3 separate regions of the Mus musculus genome follow, and all the other regions are linked to region 3. The links are chromatin contacts, called in public HiChIP or PLAC-seq maps. All regions are on one chromosome and are shown on one strand. Each heading gives the region's core, a stretch centred on a gene start, on an enhancer-like site or on the middle of the called end of the contact. The rest is flanking DNA. Distances are from core to core; before and after follow the strand shown. Region 1 overlaps Hmcn1 (hemicentin 1). Region 2 overlaps Hmcn1 (hemicentin 1). Region 3 holds the start of Ivns1abp (influenza virus NS1A binding protein).

Evidence for each region. HiChIP or PLAC-seq counts read pairs in DNA pulled down with a chosen protein or histone mark.
Region 1: a contact with region 3 is called in an H3K4me3 HiChIP or PLAC-seq map of bone marrow-derived macrophages, with 3 times the contacts expected there. The contact joins the enhancer-like site here to the promoter of Ivns1abp in region 3. A contact is called at or near these places in 1 of 39 promoter capture datasets (hippocampal neurons), 1 of 484 Hi-C or Micro-C datasets (nephron progenitors) and 2 of 115 datasets of contacts at active chromatin or transcription factors (astrocytes and bone marrow-derived macrophages).
Region 2: an H3K4me3 HiChIP or PLAC-seq map of craniofacial prominence shows a contact between it and region 3, with 5 times the contacts expected there. The contact joins the enhancer-like site here to the promoter of Ivns1abp in region 3. A contact is called at or near these places in 4 of 39 promoter capture datasets (frontonasal cranial neural crest, hippocampal neurons, maxillary cranial neural crest and 1 more), 3 of 115 datasets of contacts at active chromatin or transcription factors (astrocytes, craniofacial prominence and embryonic forebrain) and 2 of 9 other capture datasets (adipose tissue and pancreatic islet).

The regions. Positions count from the first base shown.
Region 1 is chr1:150,758,305-150,761,004 of GRCm38.p6, reverse strand. Hmcn1 (hemicentin 1) reads left to right here. Exons shown (of 107, transcript NM_001024720.3): 16 at 2,543-2,700. Among named protein-coding and RNA genes, the nearest start is that of Hmcn1, 230 kb to the left of the region's middle. Within about 2 kb of position 1,349, at least 44 of the 459 cell types and tissues checked have an H3K27ac peak or open chromatin away from gene starts, as enhancers often do. A contact at or near this core is called in bone marrow-derived macrophages, where this site is marked.
Region 2 is chr1:150,569,537-150,572,236 of GRCm38.p6, reverse strand. All of the region lies in intron 105 of Hmcn1 (hemicentin 1), which reads left to right. Among named protein-coding and RNA genes, the nearest start is that of Gm41967, 98 kb to the right of the region's middle. Within about 2 kb of position 1,431, at least 13 of the 459 cell types and tissues checked have an H3K27ac peak or open chromatin away from gene starts, as enhancers often do. A contact at or near this core is called in craniofacial prominence, where this site is marked.
Region 3 is chr1:151,343,154-151,345,853 of GRCm38.p6, reverse strand. Ivns1abp (influenza virus NS1A binding protein) reads right to left here and starts at 1,356. Exons shown (of 15, transcript NM_054102.2): 1 at 1,099-1,356. It also overlaps the pseudogene Gm10138.

The DNA of each region.
Region 1 (2,700 bases), core at 100-2,599, 580 kb after region 3:
GACGTTGTTTTGGCTGCTCTTGCAGGCCTGGTGTTCTCATTTGCTTCTTGTTTTGAGACCCAGTGTGGATGTTCCCTAATCTGATGTCTGGTGCCTGATGCTGTTCAAGAATCTACTTGCAATGCATGATTTCTCCCATCTTGATTAGGTTTGTGGGTGTAACTTGAGTTTGCTCTTTTGCTATGAATCCAGATTTTCCTTCTCCATTACTTTCTCCATAACATGCTAGAGTATCACTTTTCATTGATAATTATAATTTAACATTTTAATAAAAGGGAGGTTTCTCTTCCCTGAGTTGGTGGATTTCATAACCACCATAACCAAGTCTTCTCTATAATCTTTTACTGTTTTTAAATTTATTATTTAGTCCATTGCAACATTCCTCTGCCTAAGACCTGGGCCTTGTACAGTTTGAGACTTTTAGACTTAGCTTCCCTCTTTTCATAAAAATATTTACATTTTATAATATCCTCCTCCTCCTCTTCCTCCTCCTCCTCCTCCTCCTCATCATCATCATCAAGATAGGTTCTCACTCTGTAGCTCTGTCTTGCCTGAAACTATTTGAACAGGCTGATCTGAAATCACAGAGATCTCTCTGCCTCTTGAGTTATCACATACCACATCAAGCTTCATGTTTTAGATTAATTGACTATGTTCACTCTAGAAAGAATTAAATTATAGAAATGAAATAAGCAAAAAATGTGTTACATTGTGAACTATATTTAAAATATCTACTGGTCATTTTTATAGGTTGAATTCATATGTATACATACAAATTAAGAAAAACTATCTAAACAGAGGTAAAACATTCTCTTCTCAAAAACATCTTTTTCAATTGTTTTTATCTTAAATTTTGTAAGAAGGCTTTTGAAATTGTCTTTTTCCTTTCGAAAGTGCAAGTTCAAATGTAATGTGGTGAGGTGTCTCTACCACTTTCTTATACATAAACACAAATTTGAATTGTTACCATAGCTTTCCATGATAACTCAATAATTCATTCACTAGTATCCAGTAGCCACATACAATGTACCATGTATATGTTAGCTACTGTTAAAGGATGTGTGTGTGTGTGTCTATATATATCAAAAAGGGAAGTCACCATGCCAATAAAGAGGTGATGTCATTGAGGGGTGTCCCTTGGAAACTGGGTTAAAGGGTTGTCAGTATTTCAACAACAGACATTACACTTGCAGGAGAGGTGATAACACAAGCTACAACGAGAAAAGTTGGTTCTGCTGTGGAGAAGAGCCAGGATTGCTGACTGGCCACAAGCCAGGCTCTGTGTAGTACAGGAAACAATGCACACAAAGCTGCAGAGTGAAAGGAAGTCTATTCCAGGCTAAAAACAGAACCCCAGCACTGGTGGAGGACAGCTGTATATCCAATCTGCAGATGTGGCTGAGAAGGAAGGAAGTGATGTCTACATCATTCTTTAAAAATGAGACTGCTAACCAGTATGCCGAGGCATAGCTATTAGAACATGTAGAGACAACTCTGAGGTGTAAACTAGCTTCTAATCTTCTCTTCCTCATATGATTCCATTGACACTTAGCAAATCAACTACGTTTCTGTTTCCTCATCTATAAAACCAGAGTGGGGTTGTAGATTGGAAACCACTGAAATTATTTGACAAAAGCCTTGGCTCTGAAAGTGATAGCTGTTGCCCTTGGTTACCTGGATCCTTGCTTGACTTCCAGCTTAACATCTCTTAGAACTTTATATGAGTAGGTTCCTCACACTGCTTCCAATAGCATCCCATGTGTTTATTCTTACCTGATGTCTCAAATATTATTATTCATCAGCTTCTGAGAGTCTCAGCCCTGGGTGGTTCCCAACAGCATCCTCCTTATATTGTAGACCTGTGTTATACTGGAGAAGTGTGTTCATCATAGACCTCAGGGTCTTCGTCTCAGTCCTCCTAGTTACCGGAATGATGTGAATCCCCAGATTTCTTCATATGTCTCAGTTCTCCTTAAGATGCTAAACACTTCCTACTCTCTCTTTACCAAATGCGTTCTGCTATTATAACTTACATGATTGATTCTCAAACTTACACTTCTCTGACTTAAAAATTGAGCTATAAGGAGCAAGAATACAATACCAAACATACTTACACTTCAGTAATAAATATTGTTATTATGTCTGATGGGGATTAGTGATTAAACACTTTGGTACAAATTAAGTTCATTTAGAAATCCAACCAACAAGTTTTTTATGAATAACAGAAATATTATATTTCATTATAAACTCAGGATTGTTTAAGGTTTGAGCACTATAAAATATACTCATACTGAAAAGAAATTTCTGTAATAGTTCTTTCTAAGATGGTCACATCACCTACATCTGTAGGGCAAAGATGAGTGTTTATTTTAAGAGTTAATTTATAATGAAAAATGCATGCCTGTCATATGAGAGTAGCTATAGGGTAAATTTACAATATTTTATGAATAATGATTTGTTCAACCTGTTGACGACCTAATAAGGTTTATTCTTAATATGTCCACATTTTCTGCCAGTGACGTTTTTCTCTTGTCCCTTCCAGCACCTCCGGTTTTCATACAAGAACCTTCTGATGTGGCCGTGGAAATTGGCTCCAATGTGACATTGCCTTGTTATGTTCAGGGTTATCCAGAACCAAAGATCAAATGGCGTAGGCTGGACAACATGCCAGTTTTCTCAAGACCCTTTTCAGTTAGTTTC
Region 2 (2,700 bases), core at 182-2,681, 770 kb after region 3:
TGATTATTATAATATGTTTATATTAAAAAGAAACCTCCCTCAATTTTACAAACAAAATCTGAGCATGGTGTGTGCCTCTGAGTTCTGTTCTTTTCTGTCATATACAAACCATATCCTTTTGAAACCAGTAAAATCTTTATGAGAACATTTTACAATAGCCATAAAATTGAGATTGGAGTTTTCCTTTTCAACTTCACAAAGACTTGTAAGGAATGTAGCCTGTAGGAGGTGTGTCCTGGAAACCAAGACCAGCAGGAAGGATGGCTTTACCTGATGTTCCTTTGACTCTTCCTGCTGTCTGAGGGTTCCCACATCGGTTGTTGGGGCTGAAGAGGAAGCTTGAACTCAGTAGAGCCTTGGCTGTCACCCATCAATCCCTACATGAATAACTTAAATATAGATATAATTCCCACTCATGTATATAAATAAAACTCCTACTTAAGATGACTATGTGAACCCTAATACCCTAGTGTAGTCAAGACCGAAGGTAACACTATCTCAGGTTGAACATTCTCCAGTGGCCTCTCATCTTTCCTAAGATGCTGTGAATACTGCAGACAGCACATTCTGGATTGGGGGTGGGGTGGTGGTGGAAGTGCTAACTCTCCGTACTTTTGAACTGACTCAGCCCAGACATCTTTCTAAAAGAACACTGATGTCACTAGATTTGATTGCAAATGCCTTTTCTTTTCTTTTCTTTCTTTTTAAGATTTATTTATTTTTATATGAGTACACTGTAGCTATCTTCAGACAAACACCAGAAGAGTGCATCAGATCCTATTACAGGTGGTTGTGAGCCACCATGTGGTTGCTGGGAATTGAACTCAGGACCTCAGGCAGAGCACTGTGAGTTTAAGGCCAACTAGAGCTTGTCTTGTCTCACTATTAAGAGAGAGAAAGAAAAGAGAGGCAGAGACAGAGACAGAGACAGAGACAGAGACAGAGACAGAGACAGAGACAGAGACAGAGACAGAGACAGAGAGAGCACCAATGCCAAAACCTACAACTACCCTTCTGACAGCTGTCTCAGGAACCAAAGAAGGATGCAGGGCAAATACCAAAGCATTTAGAATTATCAACTGAACCACAAAAATCTTTTAAGCAAAGTTAAAGGGTTATATGATACACTCATTAGAGAGATTTTCCTTCATTTCTAAATCCTGCCAGGTTTTTTTTTAATTGCCTTCATTTAGCTCAAAACATTTTTCAGTCTTCACTTGTGCTACAGAGTGGAAAATACTGTGAACAAATCAGAAACAGGTGTTATGGAAGTGTTTGCAATTTAAATGGGTTACATACTTTTGTGGTTTCAAAAAGACACCAGAGAAAACATTTCTGCCGTTTTAAAGAATTCTTTACTCTAAGGAATAGCTTAGAGTCTCTTTATAGCTTTAGAAAGTCTTTGAGGCATTTACAAGGAGCAAGAGGCTGTTTTTCAGCACGGGATTTTTTTTTTTAAAGCTTTATACATTACTAATGGCCGTGTCAGTAAGAGCTGGAAAATTACAATGGACAGTGTCATAAGGAACAAAGACAGAGAATCCTGTCAAAAGTGGAAGCCACTGGGCTGTAAAATTAAAAACAAAATACAAAAAGTGTGACCAATCAAGATTTGACTGAGAAACAAAAAGGAGAAACTAAAAGAAAGTCAGCCTGATTTTATGCACCGCAGATATTAAAAAAGAAAACTCAAACAGACTTTCATACATGACAAATAATGCCTTGTTTGAAAATATTAATAAAAATATGCTTTCTAAAAGAAGAAAATGTAATATTATACAGGATTTGAAAGGAGTTCTGTTTTCTGTTTTAAACAGATGGTGTATATTTATTAAGAGTCCAGGTTGGCCGGGCATGGTGGCACACGCCTTTAATCCCAGCACTTGGGAGGCAGAGGCAGGTGGATTTCTGAGTTCGAGGCCAGCCTGGTCTACAGCGTGAGTTCCAGGACAGCCAGGGCTACACAGAGAAACCCTGTCTTGAGAAACAAAAACAAAAGCAAACAAACAAAAAGAGTCCAGGTTAATTATACTTTGTATTTTTTTAAATTATTTTATCTATTTACATTCCAAATGTTGCACTCCTTGCAGTCCCCCCTCCCAGACTTTTTTACCGCACCCCCCACCCCTTTGCCTCTGAGAGGGTGCTTCTCCAACTACCCACCCACCCCCACCTCATTCATCCCCTATCCTGGGGCACCAAGTCTACAGGATTAGGCTCACCCTTTTCCACTGAGGCCAGACAAGGCAGTCAGGCCTCTGCTACACATATACCAGGGGCCATGTACCAGCCCATGTATGCTCTTTGGTTGGTGGCTTAGTCTCTGGGAGCTCCCAGGGGTCCTGGTTAGTTTATACTGTTGTTCTTCCTAGGGGTTGCCATCCCCTTCAGCTCCTTCACTCCTTCCCCTAACTTTCCCATAGGGGTCCGTGACCTCAGTCCAATGTTTGGCTGTGAGCATCTGCATCTGTCTCAGTCAGCTCCTGGTAGAGCCTCTCAGAGTACAGCCATGCTAGGCTCCTGTCTGCAAGCACAACATGGCATCAGTAATAGTGTCAGGACTTGGTGCCTGCAGATGTTCCAAGAGTATTTATCCCGAATTATTTTTAAAGTATCTCCTTTCATGTCTTTACAATGTTTATTAAAAGCCAGACATCATCAGTTAATCCATTATAGAAGACAAGAGTATTAGTCCTCTCA
Region 3 (2,700 bases), core at 107-2,606:
TTAAAGAAAATATGGCTAAGGTGATTTAGTCCGTGCGGCTTGTGTGCTCTTACTTCCAGAGCTATGGTGTATTGCCAAAACAGGAGACCACAACAAAACTCCTAAGAACTTGATATCTGGGTGTTCTAACCTCCACTACTGACAGACATTAAACAAAACGTTGCCTTTTAGGCCGTCCGACTTCTTTTTGATCGAAATGTTTGCTCTCCGGAATCATTTATCTGCAACTTATTGAGGGAAAGGCGGAAATATTTCTCAAATTTGTGTGTGTGTGTGTACAGATTTCCTTACGTTAATCTCCACTCTGACACTCCCCGGTGTCTTATCAACGAGGTCCTTTACCCAAAAATAGAAAAAAAAAAAAAAAGGTGATCGGACGAAAAGCCTGCTCTCCACCTATTTCTTTCAGAGAACATGGAGCCTGTGCCCCGGCGCGCCGGGGACCCCGCGCTGCAAGGCCTGGGGCGCGCTCTCGGCGGGTACAGCGAGGCACCCGCACACCCCCGGCCGCGATTGGCCGCGATTGGCCGGCGGCGCAGTCACTCAGAGCTGACACGTCAGGGCAGCCGCTCCCTCGCTCCTCCCGCCTCCTTTTCCCCGCGCTTGGCAAGAAAAGCGGGCAACGTGGAGCTCGAACAAAGGACCCCGTGGTCCACGGCGACCAGGGACTCCGTGCCACCCCACGCCTAACCCCTGGAACCGATGCGCTCTGAGGGCGGCTCTGTGTCCCCACGCGCCGGCCGCGGGGAGTCTTAGCCCGGAGAGCCCCAAACCGCAGCCGGCACCTCGCTCCTGACAGCGGGAAACGATGTCTACAGTCCTCGGTGGCCGCCGCTCTCATCCGGCGGGTCATCCCTCCTAGTCCTCCGCCGGGCCAGGTCCCGGGGACCCTCCGTCACCCAGCGCGGAAGCCTGACGATCCCCGCCCCGGCGGAGGAAGGTCCGGGACCACCGCGCTCTTCCCCCGCCAGCCGGCAACCGAGCCGAATGCGGAGCCCCGCGATGCCCGTGTCTCCCGGGACAGCGGGACGCTCCGCACCACCACCATCTTCCCACCCCGCCCTCTCCCTCCCGCGGCGCCCGCGTACAGCGCGTTACCTGGGTCATCTCTGAAGAGATGGCGAAATTCATCTCCAGAGCTTCGACGGGCTGCAGGCGGAAGGCGCTGGAAGGGGCTCGGGGCGACCGGGCGGGAGGCTGCGGGCTGAGGAAGACCAGTGGGTACTCGCGGGAACTCGCTCGCCGCCACGACGCGCCCAGCACCTCCGAGCGACTGACCGACCTCCACGCGCGTCCCGAACACACTGCCACCGCCGCCGCCGCCGCGCGCGCTCGCGCCGCACTCCCTCGCACGTCACCACGTGCGCTGCCGCCAACGCCTCCCGGCCGCTTCCGGCTCTGATGCCTGAGCGAATCACAGGCGAGCTCCCGGGAAGATCCCGCTCTGAGGCTCCGCCCCCGGACAGGGCCCCGCCCACCTCATAGCTCTTTTCCTCAACCGCCCCCTCCTTCCTTCTCGGCTCAACTAGGTCAGCGCAAGGTGATCCGGGAGAGCGGGGCGGCGGGGACCGCTCCTCCTGTTACTTATCGAGCGCGCGCTCCCTCCCGAGCCTCACACCCTCGCTTCGCCCTTTTTTTTCCACTGTCCAGGAACTGGTTCCCTCCTTCCTCTTCCACCTGCCCTACCTTCTCCAGAGATCCGACGTGGCGATTAGAGTTCTCAGCGTCACACTGACTTCTAGGCAACTAGCCTAGACTGGAGCTGCGTGTTGTGGGAACCCCGCGGCAGTAGTTGAGCATCAGGCTCTTACCTTGGAGGTGGAGGGGTGAGAAGAATGGAGGAAGAAGGGATAAGTCAGAGGAGGGCCTGAACAACTAGCCCCTCTATTGGCCTGCTTTGGGTGAGCATTCAGTGAGTGTGTTTAAAAAAAAAAAAAAAAAAAAAAAAGGTGAAAGAGATATTATCGGTGTGCCATAAAATGCGTGTTCACTTCTACTTTTTGTCCCCCTCTGGTATCAGTTCCTGATGTCTCGACTTCTTTGGACAAAGAAAAGTAGCTTGGGGAATTGTTAGTCCCTATCTCTACCCCCTGGGGCCTTTTAACCCAGGAGCCAAGCCCAGTCATCCACCCACCTTGCCCCTAGGAGGCAGGCAGTTGTTTAGGTCAAATGTGATTTAAGCTGGGCTCCACTTCTTCATATGACTCTGAAGCACATGCTGGGAAGTTTCCTTGATTGAAGATGAGGGGATTTGGTGAGATTATATCCAAAGGTCTATAAAGTATACACATAATCGAGTTAGGTAAAGGTTTCCAGATTAATGCTTATACTGGTTTATAGAGGGCGCTTACACAGTCTAGACCTGACTTTGATCATCCCGCTTAATTTGTAGCCATTTCTTGGAGCTCTTTGACAATGCTTCCTACCCTTCTTTAATGTGTTAGCGGGTAGGAAATAGAAATTGGGAGGGGGGTCTTCATTACTTTTAAAAAATAAGATCTTGTGGCCAGGAGACGTTTCTTTTTTGTTGTTGTTTCACAAAAGGAGGAAGTAGAAACTGAGCTGTCAGCTAGTATGATTATGTGTCTTAGAGAAACTGGCATTTGCCGTCCAGCTTTTCTCTTTGATAGCACATTACTTTTGTTGCAAATGACACTATTAGGGACCTGGATTACTGAGCTCCTTCTGGCAGTGAGAGAA